Linked DNA regions of Zea mays: region 1 is linked to region 2. Evidence: chromatin contacts called from public Hi-C data. All regions are on one chromosome and are shown on one strand. Each heading gives the region's core, a stretch centred on a gene start, on an enhancer-like site or on the middle of the called end of the contact. The rest is flanking DNA. Distances are from core to core; before and after follow the strand shown.

The links. A called contact is a pair of places that touch in the nucleus more often than the background predicts.
Region 1: a Hi-C map of ear shows a contact between it and region 2, with 1.6 times the contacts expected there. The contact joins the enhancer-like site here to the promoter of LOC100279995 in region 2. A contact is called at or near these places in 3 of 25 Hi-C or Micro-C datasets (ear, endosperm and leaf).

What each region holds. Positions count from the first base shown.
Region 1 is chr5:18,880,923-18,888,068 of Zm-B73-REFERENCE-NAM-5.0, forward strand. No RefSeq gene overlaps it. Among protein-coding and RNA genes, the nearest start is that of LOC109939433, 15 kb to the left of the region's middle. Within about 2 kb of position 4,954, at least 14 of the 20 cell types and tissues checked have an H3K27ac peak or open chromatin away from gene starts, as enhancers often do. A contact at or near this core is called in ear, endosperm and leaf, where this site is marked.
Region 2 is chr5:18,782,101-18,789,668 of Zm-B73-REFERENCE-NAM-5.0, forward strand. It overlaps LOC100279995 (putative RING zinc finger domain superfamily protein), which reads right to left and starts at 2,204. Exons shown (of 5, transcript NM_001152943.1): 1 at 2,049-2,204; 2 at 821-853; 3 at 197-482. The coding sequence starts at 2,177.

The DNA.
Region 1 (7,146 bases), core at 3,704-6,203, 100 kb after region 2:
ATTGCACCAGACCAGATATTACATTCACAATGAGTTTGCTAGCTAGACATAATGCGAACCCAACCAGAAGACATTGGACAACCGTTAAAACTATACTGAGATACCTAAAATGTACCCAAGATCTTGGATTTTTTCAAAAGAATTAGGACCAAACTTTGGTGTGTTATAGATGTTAGATATATATGTCAGATCACCATAATGTTAGATCTCAGACTGGCTTTGTTCTTTGTGATGGTACTATTGTATCTTGGAGATCAAGCAAACAGACACTAGTAGCTATATTTGCTAACCACTTAGAGATAATCGCATTATTTAAAGCCGCACAAGAATGTGCTTGGCAACGATAGATGACTAATCACATTTAGAGGTCATGTAGTTTTGACATTGTAAATACTCTCAAGATTATCTATGAACATAATATTGCATGTATTGCTCAAATGAAAATATGATATATTAAGTGTAATATGGGTAAGCATATTTCTCCCATTTTTTCTATCTTCGCGAACTCTAGAATGATGGTTAGGTGAAAATCCTGCAAGTCAAGTCTTATGGTAATTTAGCTGATTTATCCAGCAAGTCTTTGTCTGCAGTCACATTCAGAAGATATATTTAAGGTACATGGATGAGCCATTTAAAAGATTTGCATGGCTTAAGAGGACACCACTAAATGTTAGCTCTTACTATTCGATCTTTAAGGTCATAAACTATATAACCCTCGAGGTTATAATTATCTTCAAGACAACTATTGTACTCCTTTTGCCATTATAACTTTTTGTGAAGTTTCTCATATATAGTTTTTAATGAGTTAATAAGTGCAATACATGGAGCGATACTATACACTTTTTTCTATTTTTCTCACTAGGTTTTTCGAAGTCTTAGCAAAGCATGCATAGGCATGTTTGGCATGGCTCTGCTCTACTCTAGAGCAGCTTCACTCTAAAACTCTTGGTGGAGCAGCTCTGCTCCAGAGTCTAAATTGTTTTCTCATAACCAGTGGAAGTGACTGGTAAATAACTCCAAACTCCATGTTTAGGTTGCTTTTTTAAAGTTTTCGGAGAAGCAAAAAAGGTACTTCAAAATTTTGTACTATAGCTCTAAAAACTCCTTAGAGTTTGAAACTCCAAAGTTATGGTGTTTGACATACTCTTGCGAGATCATCCTTACAGTTATGTTATAGAGCCATGCCAAACACATTCTTAGTCACGATATTCGGCCAAGAGAAATCTTAAAAACATAAGGATACAGATTATGTGAACTAATATTAAACGTAGTACCTAGGACTCTACCTTTTTGTATAACTAGTCGGTTGTCCGTGCGTTGCGACGGCTCACAATAATACCCACATAAACTATCCACTAAAAAGATCTCAATGTTTTTATTGATTGTCTCTGCTCTTCGCATAATATATTTTATGAGCGCACAGGTACCATAGGCAGCAAATCAGAGACCCCATCCCTCGCCTCCCCTACTTCCAAGGTTTCGTAGAGCGGGAGAGGAAGGAAAGAGACGGTCATATCTGTTCGTTGCCGGAGAAGGACACGACGAAGACCTGGGCATCTGGAGGCAACATAGATAGTATACCGCTATATACATATAAGGAGAGCACACAAGCGGGGAAAGAAGCCTAGCCGGAGCAGCTCCAAACCGAGAGGCACCCACACCAGGCGTCAGTCCGAGAAGGGCGAGAGAATGCAAGTGTCTTCCCAACCTGAACCCGCCCGAAGTGACACACCACCACCACCAACTCCATAGCATATGCCGACTGCTGCCACGCTACGGGTCTTGGTTGTCCAATATCTTAGACCTGAACTCCTCATCGCCAAGATAACCTAAGCGTGGCAGGCGCCACCATATCCTCCTCGACGGCACGCATAGAGAAAGTCCAGGAGCATAACCGACTCATCCCATACCCACGTCGACGAGCGTCGGTTGGCTCGTGGCTACGACCGTGGGCGGGGGCAGCAGGTTGGGGAGGAAGAACAAGACAAAGGCCGGGAAGACGAACGGGATGTCCGACGACGACAAAAACGATGGTGCGCACATGATGTGAAACGTCCTTGTGGACATGCAATAGCCACTGCGCGAGTAGATGTCGGGGATGGTGTCGGACGAATACATACGGGGAGGAGGCGCCTGCTCCTACGCCCTCTGCCGAGAATGTGGTGGTGCGAAAATGGAGGCATGAGAGGAGAGAGAAAAGAAGCAGGATGGTGAACAAGATGGTGGCAACTGATACGAGGACTATCATTACCGTGCGGAGGTATAGATGGCCAAATGAGTTGTGTCTAGCGAGCCGGCCCGAGGCACAACCCATTTAATAGTGTCTAGGCCAACCCGGCACGAGCGTCGTGCGGTGCTTGGGTCGTAGCCTCGGCCCATAGTGCTGGCCCAACACAATTATTTTTTATTTTACAAAAAACATATATACATATATATAATTTATATTTAATATTATAAACACTTGAGCATGATGTTCTACTGGTTAGACAACTTCACCCAGTGTCTCCCACCCTTCTTCTATCAGGGTGTGAGTTCAACCCCCACCTCCCGCATCGTTTTTTAACATTTTACGTTGATTTAACCAAATGGCCCGATGGGCTGGTTCGACACGGTCAGCATGCCGGTGTGTCGTGCCTGCGTGCCATGCCTGGCCTAGTGGGCCCGTGCCGGGTCGTCGTTTGGTGTGAGTTCAAACCCCACCTCCTGCATCGTTTTTTAACATTTTACGCTGATTTAACCAAATGGCCCGACGGGCTGGTCCGACACGGTCAGCATGCCGGTGTGCCGTGCCTGCGTGCCATGTCTGGCCTAGTGGGCCTGTGCCGGGTCGTCGTTTGGTGTGAGTTCAAACCCCACCTCCTGCATCGTTTTTTTAACATTTTACGCTGATTTAACCAAATGGCCCGACGGGCTGGTCCGACACGGTCAGCATGCCGGTGTGCCGTGCCTGCGTGCCATGTCTGGCCTAGTGGGCCTGTGCGGGTCGTCGTTTGGGCCTCTATATGTAGAGGTATGGTTTGAGACGTGGAGGTTGGCTGCGTAGAGGGGACCGACAGGTTAATTTTAAATAGATGTGAGGGGTTATTTGTAAAAAATGACGCGGGACGACCGTTGAAACTGCTGCTTTAACTATAGTATAGATAAAACTTGTACCGTTTGTAGGGAACGAGTGACGCCTAAGAGGGGGGGGGCTAAATTAGGACTTCTAAAACTTTTACTAAACTAGGCCACAAATAAATCCCTAGAGCAAAACATATGCAAATAATCAAACTATAATGTGCAAACTAGGTTTTATCTATGTGTTGCCATCTCTACCGCAAAGGCTAAGTTTCAATCTACACTATATAAGCATAAATACAAGATTGAAATTAAATGCTTAATATAAATGCGGAGGTTAAAGAGCGAGGTAGAGATGGAAACTCTCGTGGATGACACCGGTATTTTTATCGAGGTATCCGGAACCGCGCAAGGTTCCGACTAATCCTTGTTGGTGCCCCTACGCAAAGGGAAGCCCACACGAGGGCCAAGCACCTCGGTCGAGTAACTCCGTAGAGAGCCGCGAGCCTTCTCCACGCACAAGTGGTGCTTCGCTTCCGGCTCCTCTCGGACGCTCCCGCCGGCTCCACTATCGAGCTTCTGGCCGAAAACGCCGCGGGCCTCGTTCCCTCCGGTACACGGCGGCGGTCGTGACACAAACGCGGTTGTCACGGTCTCGCAAGACTCTCGCCCCACTCGGTACAATTACAATGGCTCGCGCAAGAGCCAAGGGGTTGTGTGGTTTTACAAAACTCACTCAACTAACTAGGGTTCACCTAGAGCAAGCGCTAAAGCGGTCTAACTAACCTAAGCACTTCGCAAAGCACCTACACTAATCACCGAGTGATTCTATTAAGCACTTAGGTATTTGAGCTCTTGGAAATGTGCACTATATGCCTTGGTATGTTGCTTGGGCTCCCACACTTGGAAATGGCCGGTTGGGGGTGTATTTATAGCCCCCAACACAATTTTAGCCATTGTAGAAAAGCTGCTGCTCTATGCGACACACCGGACAGTCCGGTGGCGCACCGGACAACGCATTCTTTATTATCCGGTGCGTCTAGCCGTTGCTCTGACACCGCAGGTGACCGTTGGCGCCACAGACTTTTCACACCGGACAGTCTGGACTTCACACCGGACAGTCCGATTCTCTTCTCTCCACAGTGCCACCTGGAACTAGCTGTTGGGGCTACTGTTCCTGGTGCACCGGACAGTCCGGTGCTCCTCGCACAAACAGTCTGCATGCAACACTTCTTTCTTCTCTTGGACTCCACTTGATCTTTATAATGTCTTCTTTTGAGGTGTTGCTTTCCACAATATCTTGGTTCAAGTTACTTTAGCATCCTGTGAACTACGAACACTTGCAAACATATTAGTCCACAGGTTGCGTTGATCATCAAACATCAAAACTCATTTAGCCAAATGGCCCGGGGTCCATTTTCCTTACACACCTTTTTATGTAAATAATAAGATAATCGTAGAGATCCTCTACCATTATCTCTTTGTGTTTTCGTCGTTGGAAGAAAAAACATGTCTTCTGCATCTTATTAACACTTTTTTAGAGTTCAAAGTTTAGGGGTATTTAGTTTCTAGGGACTAAATTTTAAACATTTCATTATATTCTATTTTTTGACTAATTTAATTTCTAAATTTATCAATTTAGAAACTAAAATAGAATAAAATAAAGAAACTAAAAATTATTTAATCCCTAGAAACCAAACACCCCTTATTCAATATATTCAATAATTATAGGACTGCTTCTATTCCGTTAGGTGAGGCGTACACACAGACTACTTAAGTTTTTGTTTAGAAAAATACACGCACAGATTTGGTTAGACGACATGTACCAACCACTGCCATCTAAATTACCCGTGTGCCGTGTGTTTATCTGGTAGCGACACACGGTACTCGACCTAGCCGATGGGGCATGGGCTCGGCCCAATAAGTCAGGTTTAGGTTGAGCAGGTTACAACCAGAGCCCGTATTAAGATCCTCTTTAGTTGGGCTCCGTCTCCTCTCAACTCGAGTTGTAGCTTCTTAATTTCTTTATAGCAAATAAAGCTGTTTTATAATTCGTCTCCTCTCAACTCGAGTTGTAGCTTCTTAATTTCTTTATAGCAGATAAGGCTTGAGGAGTTAAACGCACTACCTGCACATTCGAACACCAAAGCGCCACAACCACGCTACAATGCCTTACTAGCCATACATAAAGATATAAAGGATTTAAACGTTTAGGTATGACGCCCGCCATATTGCGTCAGAACAAGTCCTCTTCCACTGGAGGCATATCTATATTATGTAGGAATATTAGGATATTAAATATGGTCATATGAGGTACATCATATTGTGTCCTACTTTTCAATTTATACATCCATACAAGTAATTCATACATCGTGTTGAAAAAGATCTAGAAAGCAAGATTGCTCTTGCAATGTCATCATAAAATCTATCCATAGAGCGGTCATTGGAGTATGGACACGATATATCAGATGCGTTTCTATATCTATAAGGGATAGTTGACACATATTCGGGATTATGATTGCACTTACGAAAATCTTCGTCTTCTTGATCATTCTCACATATGCAGTTATGGAGGCACTTGGTAGTTGCGACAATCACATTTTGCTTGTCCATAGAGTAACCATAGACTATAGATATACATTCGGCCCACTCGACCCAAGCCCGAAAAGCCTGTCACGATTGAATTTTGGGCTGGGCCGGCCCGTAATTATTACAGGCCGTGTCGGGCAGGCACATGGGCTCAACCCTTAGCCCACGGCCCAACACGTTATTGGTTAAATATGTCGGGCTTATTTTGGACGGCCCGAAATTGTAAAAGGACCAAAATTCAAATTCTAGCCCGAAATTCACACAGAGCCTGAAGTTCATATCAAAACCCGAAATTCACATGAAAGCCCGAAATTCAGAACAAAGCCCGAAATTCAAAACACATATATCATTTAGTAGATATTAACATTTCAAGCTTTCTAATTAAAAAAATCAGATAACACGAAACCAATGGGTGGTTGACACCTCATCTCCATGATTAAGCATGTGACTAACCAAATTGTAGCTGTTGATTTCCATAATCAGAAGCGGATGACCAAATGAATATGAGCCTTTTCATGCCTGTAAATAAGCTATTTCGTGTCTCCGTAAACAGGTTATGCTCGTGCCCGCCCGTGGTCGTGACCTCGGTCCAAACAGGACCCAATGCATAATTTCGGCCAGCCTAACCCAAAATTTATTTATTCCAACAAATCGGACCACCTCCAACCTCTGTCCAGCCAGAGTTCGCCCTCGACACTCGACAGAGATGTTTCATGGGCGGCCAGGCGGGGGCTCTTTTTTTAAGCGAACATGAGGGAGTGTGTTTCCCCGCGAATGCGAACACAAGGGATGAGTTGGAGACAGTGATAGAGAAAGTAATTTAGTGAATTTGGGTATAAGGAGCCAATAGAAGCCCTGGTTTTTTTTGTGTTCTAGCTTCTAACAAGAAAATGGCTTCGACGCTTTGAGGCATTTCGACGAGAAACCGTTTTTTTATAACTATTTGGCAGGTCTTGACGGTGAGCCTGGAGCCATCCAAATAGGCTACGCCAAAAGGGCTGTGAGCGGTGAGCCCAAGGACCGTCTACAAATATAGCAGGCCCCTTTCGCTTATAGTGTAGATTGGTAGAATCTTCTTTCATGCTATAATCTTGTGACAAGACATGCAGACAGCTGTAAGCGAAACCAGTAATATATAATTTCCTGATTACATAGAACAAAATGTATCACACACAAAAAAAAGTGATAAGTCATAATATGGGAGAATAATCAGATCACGGTTGGGTATCGCTGTGATTCTAGTCCTAACCCCGATAATGATATTATCACTACCAAACAAGGACAAGAGCCGACATGAATGACTGCTAGTTTTTAGCGATACGACACTGATGGGACTCTGGGAGTGTACTATCACTACCACTTTTCTTCTGCCGGTTTAATTACCGAGAGCGATAGGAGGTTGGACCTGGCAATGAAGGGGTACTCTGCAGTAGTGTTAGGCACATGAAAAATATAGGAAAAATAAACTAAAAAAATATGAAGTTTGATTCTTCACTTACA
Region 2 (7,568 bases), core at 954-3,453:
GGCATCTATACTATACATATGAAAACGTAAACCACAGAGGCCTTGTTCGCGGTTCGGTTGCACATGGATCGCACATGGATCGAAGGAGATTAAATCCCTTTTCATTCAACTTTGAATAGGAAGAGATTTAATCTCCTCTAGTCCCCTCAATCCACCCTTAACCAAACAAGCTCTGAGGTGGAATGTGGAAACTTACAGTCATTGCAGAAGCAGTGCCCACAGTCCATGGTCGAAACAGCATCCATGGAGAAGTCCTCAAAACACACTTTGCAGGTCACTGTTCTCCATGGTGTCATTGAGCCAGCTGCTGCAATGCTGTTGACCTCCTGCAGCACGATCCCTGAATTTCTGAGCATGCGTTCTCGCCCCATGTCTAGAGAATCATAGATGCCATCCATACTCCATCGGTGGTGAATGAGGAGGGCTCGTGCTTGATGTTGATTTATATTGAGCAAGTTCATCACCGTAGACAGATCTTGTTTCTGTGGGTAGAGTTGGTTAGTACAAAACTGTACTCCCTCCGTTCATAAATATATAACACCATTGACTTTAAAAAAAACTTAAGTCACTCGTCTTATTAAAAAAATAATGAGTTATCATTTATTTTGTTGTGATTTGTTTTATCACTTAAGCTAGTTTGTGCTTAACTTAAAGTTTTACATTTTTGAATAAGACCGGTGGTCAAAGTTTTTGAAAAAAAGTCAACGATGTCATATATTTGTGTACGGAGGGGTAGTAGTAGATAAACATTTGGACAGAACAGATACCATCTGAACGATGGCTATGAACACTTAGGAAATGGTTGAATCTGTTCCATTACCTGTGCAGCGAAAACGGTATCTTGTGTGATAGCCTGCAACAACAATTATGCATGTAACATGTTTCTTTACAAGTAATATTCAGTATGCAAACAACATGGATGAATCTAAAAACAGCATGGGTGAATTTAGTTGGTTAAAACAAATAAAGAATCTTCTTGGGGAAACACATCCTCTGTTTTGGGTGCACTCCACTGATCTGCACCTCAAACAATGCAAAATATTCCGTATATATGATTGCACAAAACAAGACCACTACTACACAAATAAAGAAGAAAAACAGATGTTTACACCATAGATCAAACCTCTGCCCATCAGATGGTGAGAACTGAACTAATATCAGTATAATAGATGAATGATTGCTTGCTACAACATACCTTATTTCGGACTTCAGGCTGTTTTCAAGTCGTCCGATTAATTGTGATTAGTTGCGATTAATCGTCCAAGTCGGTTTGGACCAATCACAATTAATCGCCCAAGTCGTCCGGCTAATCATGATTAATCGCAATTAACGGCCAACAAGTCGGCCGACTAATCATGATTAATCGCAATTAACGGCCAACAAGTCGTCTGACTTGAAAACAGTCAGAAGTTACCGACTTAGTGACTGCTTGGTGAATATCAGTATGATGTTTAGTTATCTTAGTGGTAATCAAATACATGAGGATAAATAACAGATTGTGTTTCATCCAGTTTTTAAGTAAATTGAAATTCCAGGTTTTTAAGGAAAAAAAGAGAAGTGACCAACATGCACATGCATCTCGTAATTATTTGGCAAAGGTAAGATTTTGTTGACCAATGGCCACTACTTTGGGCAAAATTAAATACTACACTTTACACTTTACAGTGAAAAGACAAGTACTCTGATGGACTCTAGCAATTCTTATCTTATACAGCTAAGACAAGTAGACAGGAATTTGTTTGTTCACTGCTCTCAAATTCCAAGTACACACGGATACATCCCACCGAATTAAAATATAACAACCCAATCTGGTGAGGATCTGAAGACATCCAGCACCGGTTCCTCGTGACACCCCGTTATTTTATTTCTTACAACGATGAACTTATATAAAGGTTTGGTGAATCGGGGCAGGCAGGGCGATTCTCGAATCGATCGGCGAGGTCCTCCCAGATCTCGCCGGCGCGGAAATCCCAACCCGGCAAACACACACAATTATCATCCCCGCGACTAGCCGGGGCGCCCCGGGGTTCGGATCAGAGATCACTCACCCAGTAGTCCGCGCGGCCCTCCGGCGTTGGAAGCGAAGAGTCCTCCTCCAGTCCGGCGGCGGCGTCTTCCTCGGCGTCGTCGTCGTCGTCGTAGAAGTAGTCGCACGCCTCCTCGTCGTCGCTCGTCATGGCGGTGGGTCTCGGTTGATCGCGGCGGGGTGGGGGGAGACGAGAGGATAGGGGAGAGGAGAGGGTTTTCCGAGGGAGCGAGGGGCACTAACGACGGACCGATGGGGCGATGACGATGCTTAGCGTGAACTCGAACGCAAGATCGGAACGGCCACGCTTCAAGGGGTTTTATGTGGTGGATGTGGGCCAGCGCCATGCCACGTGCCGTGCCGTCAGGGGTTGCTCTTCGGTTCGGGTTGGACCACGGCTCCGAGTCGTCTCCGCCAGCATAGCTGGCAGACGGACACGGACATAGGATGGCAATTTTACCGGCGGCCATACGTTTCGTCCGTGCTAGATTTAGTGGGTGTTTGGTTTGCCCCTGCTAAAATTTAGCCCCTATCATATCGAATGTTTGAACCTCCGTTTGGAGTATTAAATGTAGTCGGATTATAAAACTAATTTCTCAGCCGAAGATTAAAAAGTGAGACGAATCTAGTATAGTTGGTTGAGTCTATATTTCATACTCCTATTTGAAAGTCAAACACTTGATGTGACCCGAGCTAAACTTTAGTCCACAGAACCAAACACCCCTGACGGGTCATGTTGAAATATGCCTCTAATTTCTTTTATATATTTAAAATATACTTTAAAATATGATTTTCTATACACCTATAAATATAGGCTCTCTATTTAACTTTACTCTATAGTTGATAGTGGATTTGTTTACTCGTACTTGTTTGCTCCTCTATATTGGAGGATATTTTTCCACGTAACTCTTTGTGTCTATTTTATTTTTTAACAAGTGGTATCAAAGCTAGGGTTAGACATGTTATTTTTATCCATATTGTGGTCGTCGCCGCCGGGTTTTGCCTTCGTCGATCTACAGTAGCCGTCGCTTCGTACTTCCACAAATCAGTTTGTGTCGCGCCGCTGTGATCTGTGTCCGAATCTGCGTTGTCGCTGGATTCTTCCCCAGACTCATCAGTGGTTGCGCTCGTTCATCGTCGACACACGTGCTGTCTCTGTCGGCGAGGAATCCTATTGAATCACCAGCATGTTCGCATCTATGTGCAGGCGACGTGTACTGGTTTTGTGTGGTGGGTGCTTGATCGATCTACAACAGCTCTCAACGAGAGAGTCACACCCACGTGCACCTGCTACGGTGGATTCTCTCACCGAAGAACAAGGACATTATCAATTCTCTTGTTTCCAAGCACCTTGGCATTAGTGCATCACAAGTTCTCAAGTAAATGTGCACACGTAAATTAAGCCATTATTATCAATCAGTTTTGTTTTTTCTAGGTGCACCAAGGAGACAAGATATCTAGCTAACTCATCAGATTGATCATGGTTTTTGTTCTTCGATTTCGTTGACTTCGGAAATTTTTTATCTCGCATTATGTCGACTAAATTTGATATTCTGAAGTTTGATTTGGCAGATTCAGATGAAGGTTGTTCTTATCTAGTTGGTTGTTCAAAAGGCGTTGTAGACATGACCTGCTAACATGACTGATGATAAGTGGCAAGATATTGATGAGAGAGCTTTATCCACAATACAGCTCAGTTTATCTTTTGATGCTCTGCGTGAAGTAATGCATGAAAAATTCACAGTAACATTGTGGAATAAATTGGAGGAGCTGTATATGATCAAGAGTCTTGCAAACAAGCTAGTCTCAAGGAGCATCTTTACACTATTCACATGTTAGGTGGTACATCTATGCAGTCACATCTTAATGAATTTAATTCAATTATTGTGGACCTTGAGAATCTTGATGTGAAGATAAATGATGAAGATAAGTCAATTTTGTCGGTAGTCTCATTGCTCCCTTATTTTAAGCATTTTAAGGAAATTATGCTTTATGGTAATCATACTTCACTGTCCTTTGAGAATGTTAAGTCGAATTTGTTGTCCAAGGAAAAAATTGACGTTGATTCTCGTTCTGAACCCAAAGATGAAGGTTTAATTGTTTAGGGACCTAGAGATCATAAATCCAACCTTTATTGCCGTTATTGCAGAAAAAATACTCATCATATTTCTCAGTGCCCCAAAGTGAGAAATAAAGAGGAGAGAAAGAAAAAAGAATTGGATAAGTCTTCTGCTGCAGCCTGAAGAGGGGTGGATGGTCTACGGTTTATGAGGTATGTGGCGGTGTTGAGAGCTTCTACCCAAAATGTAGGAGGAAGCTTGGCTTGAAAAGGAAGGGTACAAAGGACATCATTGATGGAACGAACGGATCGTTCAACTTTGCCGTTTTGAGGAGATGTGTATGGACATGAGAGACGATAGGTGGTGCCATGACGTGTGAGGAAGGAGCGTAGCGCATTGTTGTCAAATTTAGTACCGTTATCGCAGGGATTGTATCTGAATGTGAAATTGAGTCTGGACGTAGGAGTAGAAATTTTGTATAGTGGAGAAGGTGTCGGATTTGTGGCGCAAAGGAAATGTCCATAAATAACGAGAAAAATCATCCAATATAACAAGATAGTATTTATATCCGGTGAAGTTAGGAAGCAGTGACGTCCAAAGATCACAATGCACTAATTGAAAAGGAAAATAAGTTTTTGAACTGGAATTAGGAAATGGTAGGTGAACATGGCGGCCTTTCTGACATGCATCACATACATGACAACTTTTATTGGATCTAGGAACAGAAAAAACAGACAGAACACGATCAAGCTTTTGATGTCCGGGATGTCCGAGCCGTTGATGCCATAGGTTGGTGTCGGTGGAGATATGAAGCGCCACAGAGGTATGTGAAGGATGATCGGAGTGGAAGGGGTAGAGATCACCGGCTACTGGACCTCAGAATTTCTTTCCTGCTATGAAGATCCTTGATTGAAAAACCAAGCGGGTCAAATTAAATAGAACAAGCATTATCTTTGGTGAATTTTCTAACGGAAATGAGATTCTTTATTAGGTTAGGTGTGTGAAGAACGTTGGTTAAGTGAAAAGAATGATTGGAATTATGAATAGTAGTAGAACCACGAGTCCACGACCAAGAACAGGAAGGGTGGACCCATTGCCAACAATGATGCGAGAATTATCATGTACTGAAGAAGGACAGTAATGGGTAAAGTTACCTGGATCGCTTGTTATATGGCCATTAGCCCCGGTGTCCAGAAACGAGTCGGTTTGATGCTGCTGCTGAGACTAGGACGCATTGTGTAGCGCTTGAAGAAGAGATGTAGTGTCAAAAGACGGTGGCGCAGCTGGTGACATCTGAGTTGTAGCAGGAACGAAGGCGTTGTACGCCTGAGGCATTGGTGGCCGAGCACCAAGGACACCAGGCCCGGTGTTACCCGTCCAGGGAGCGCGCCGGGTGTTCTCGGATGCGTACCATGAAGCAAGCTGCTGCAGAAGTGCCGCCGGGTTTTGAGGTGGTTATCCGCGACCACGACCACACCCCCTTCCTCTCTGGTAATTTCCGCGACCACTGTCGTAGCGGCCACCACCACGGCTGCGAGAATATCCAGAGTTACCCTGACCACCGTTAGAGCGAGAAGAGTGGTTGTTGGAGCCGCCGTGGTTGGTGTTTTCAAAAGAAGAATCGGTGATGTTCAACGCTGATTCGGTTGACGGAGACTTGGCAAGAGTGTTCTCGGCCACAATGAGCTGATCTCGTGCCTCCATGAAGGTGGGGAACGAGTGCAATGCAGGGAGCATTTGCTTAAGGACATGGAACTTTGGATTCATACCTCGAATTAGTTGATGCACGAGAGAACGATCGTCGATCGGTCTATCGCAGTCGGCGAGGGAATCTACTAGGGTTTTCAAGCGATGACAGAACACGGTTGCACTCATGTCGCCCTGTTCGAGGTTGTGCCTATCTTGTTCCAGTTGAACGGCACGGCTTGCCCGGTTGCCGAGGAAGAAGGTAGCAATTCTGTTCCAGGCTTCACACGCAGAGATATCATCATCCATCACCATATCAAGTAGATCGTCTACCAGAGTGGCATTGATCCACATCAAGATAGTCAGATCCTCTTGGATCCAGAGGGGATCGACCAGGCGTGCACTACCAGAATCCGAGGCTTTGCCGAGTGCCGGCGGCTTTGCCGAGTGCTTTTTATCGGGCACTCGACAAAGTCCTGCGCTCGGTAAAGAGCTTATTTACCGAGTGTAGGACACTCGGCACAGCCAAGCACTCGACAAAGACTGCTTTGCCGAGCGTCAAGCACTCGACAAATATGACTCTCGACAAAGGGCCGTTAGCGGCCGTCTACAGCTGACGGCCGTCAGTCTTTGCCGAGTGTCAAATATCTGGCACTCGGCAAAGCATTTTTTTATTTTTTTTATTTTGGTCACCAAACTTTTTGTGGTATGTTCCTACACTATGTAGACCTACATGTACCATTTTGGGACAATTATAACAATGTTTTCTATAGCTAATACATTTAGTTTGTTTATTTGAATTTCTTCGGAAAATTCAGATTTGAACTGCAGGTCACTCGAAACTTGGAAAACCGTGCATGCAAAAAATGATATCCATGCTACTTAGCACAAGTTACAACCGATTTCAGGAGCGGACCGGAAACTTCGAGCACCATGCTCACTCAACATGACCGTGAACTTGCCATCCAGGTGTTTAAAATTGTATAAAAACAGAAACAAAGTCAGAAAATCATGAAACATGTCCACGTGTCATGATATCATATGTAGAGGCTGTGATAAAAATTTGAAAAAGTTTCGAGAAAGCTGTAACGCACTATGTGTACAAACCTAAGAGATCCACATTGAAACTCTATGATTTCATGTGTGGTTCTCTTAGGTTTCTACACATAATGTCTCACAACTTTCTCCAAACATTCTAAATTTTTTATCACAGACTCTACATATGATATCATGACATGTGGACAAGTTTCATGATTTTCTAAGTTTATTTGTGTTTTATAAAATTTTTAAACAGCTGTATGGCAAGTTCACGACCATGTTGAGTTAACATGGTGCTCGAAGTTTCCGGTTCGATCCTGAAATCGGTCGTAACTTGTGCTAAGTAGCATGGATATTATTTTTGCATGCACGGTTTTCCAAGTTTCGAGTGACCTGCAGTTCAAATGTGATTTTTTCGAAGAAATTCAAATAAACGAAATAAATCTACTAGCTATAGAAAACAATTTTCTAATTGTCTCAAAATGGTACATGTAGGTCTATATAGTGTAGGAACATACCACAAAAATTTTGGTTGGGAAAATAAAAAAAATAAAAATGTACTTTGCCGAGTGTCAAGAGATGACACTCGGCAAAGGCTGCTTTTGCCGAGTGCCAGCTGGTTGACGGGGAGTGCCGTCAATGTGGTGTCGCAGATTGAACCACCCGAGAATGACATGGAAGAGACACCGCCAACACGATAGGCATTGGAAAGCTTATCCAGACGGATTGTAACAAGGCTAGTGATGTTGATTGATTGA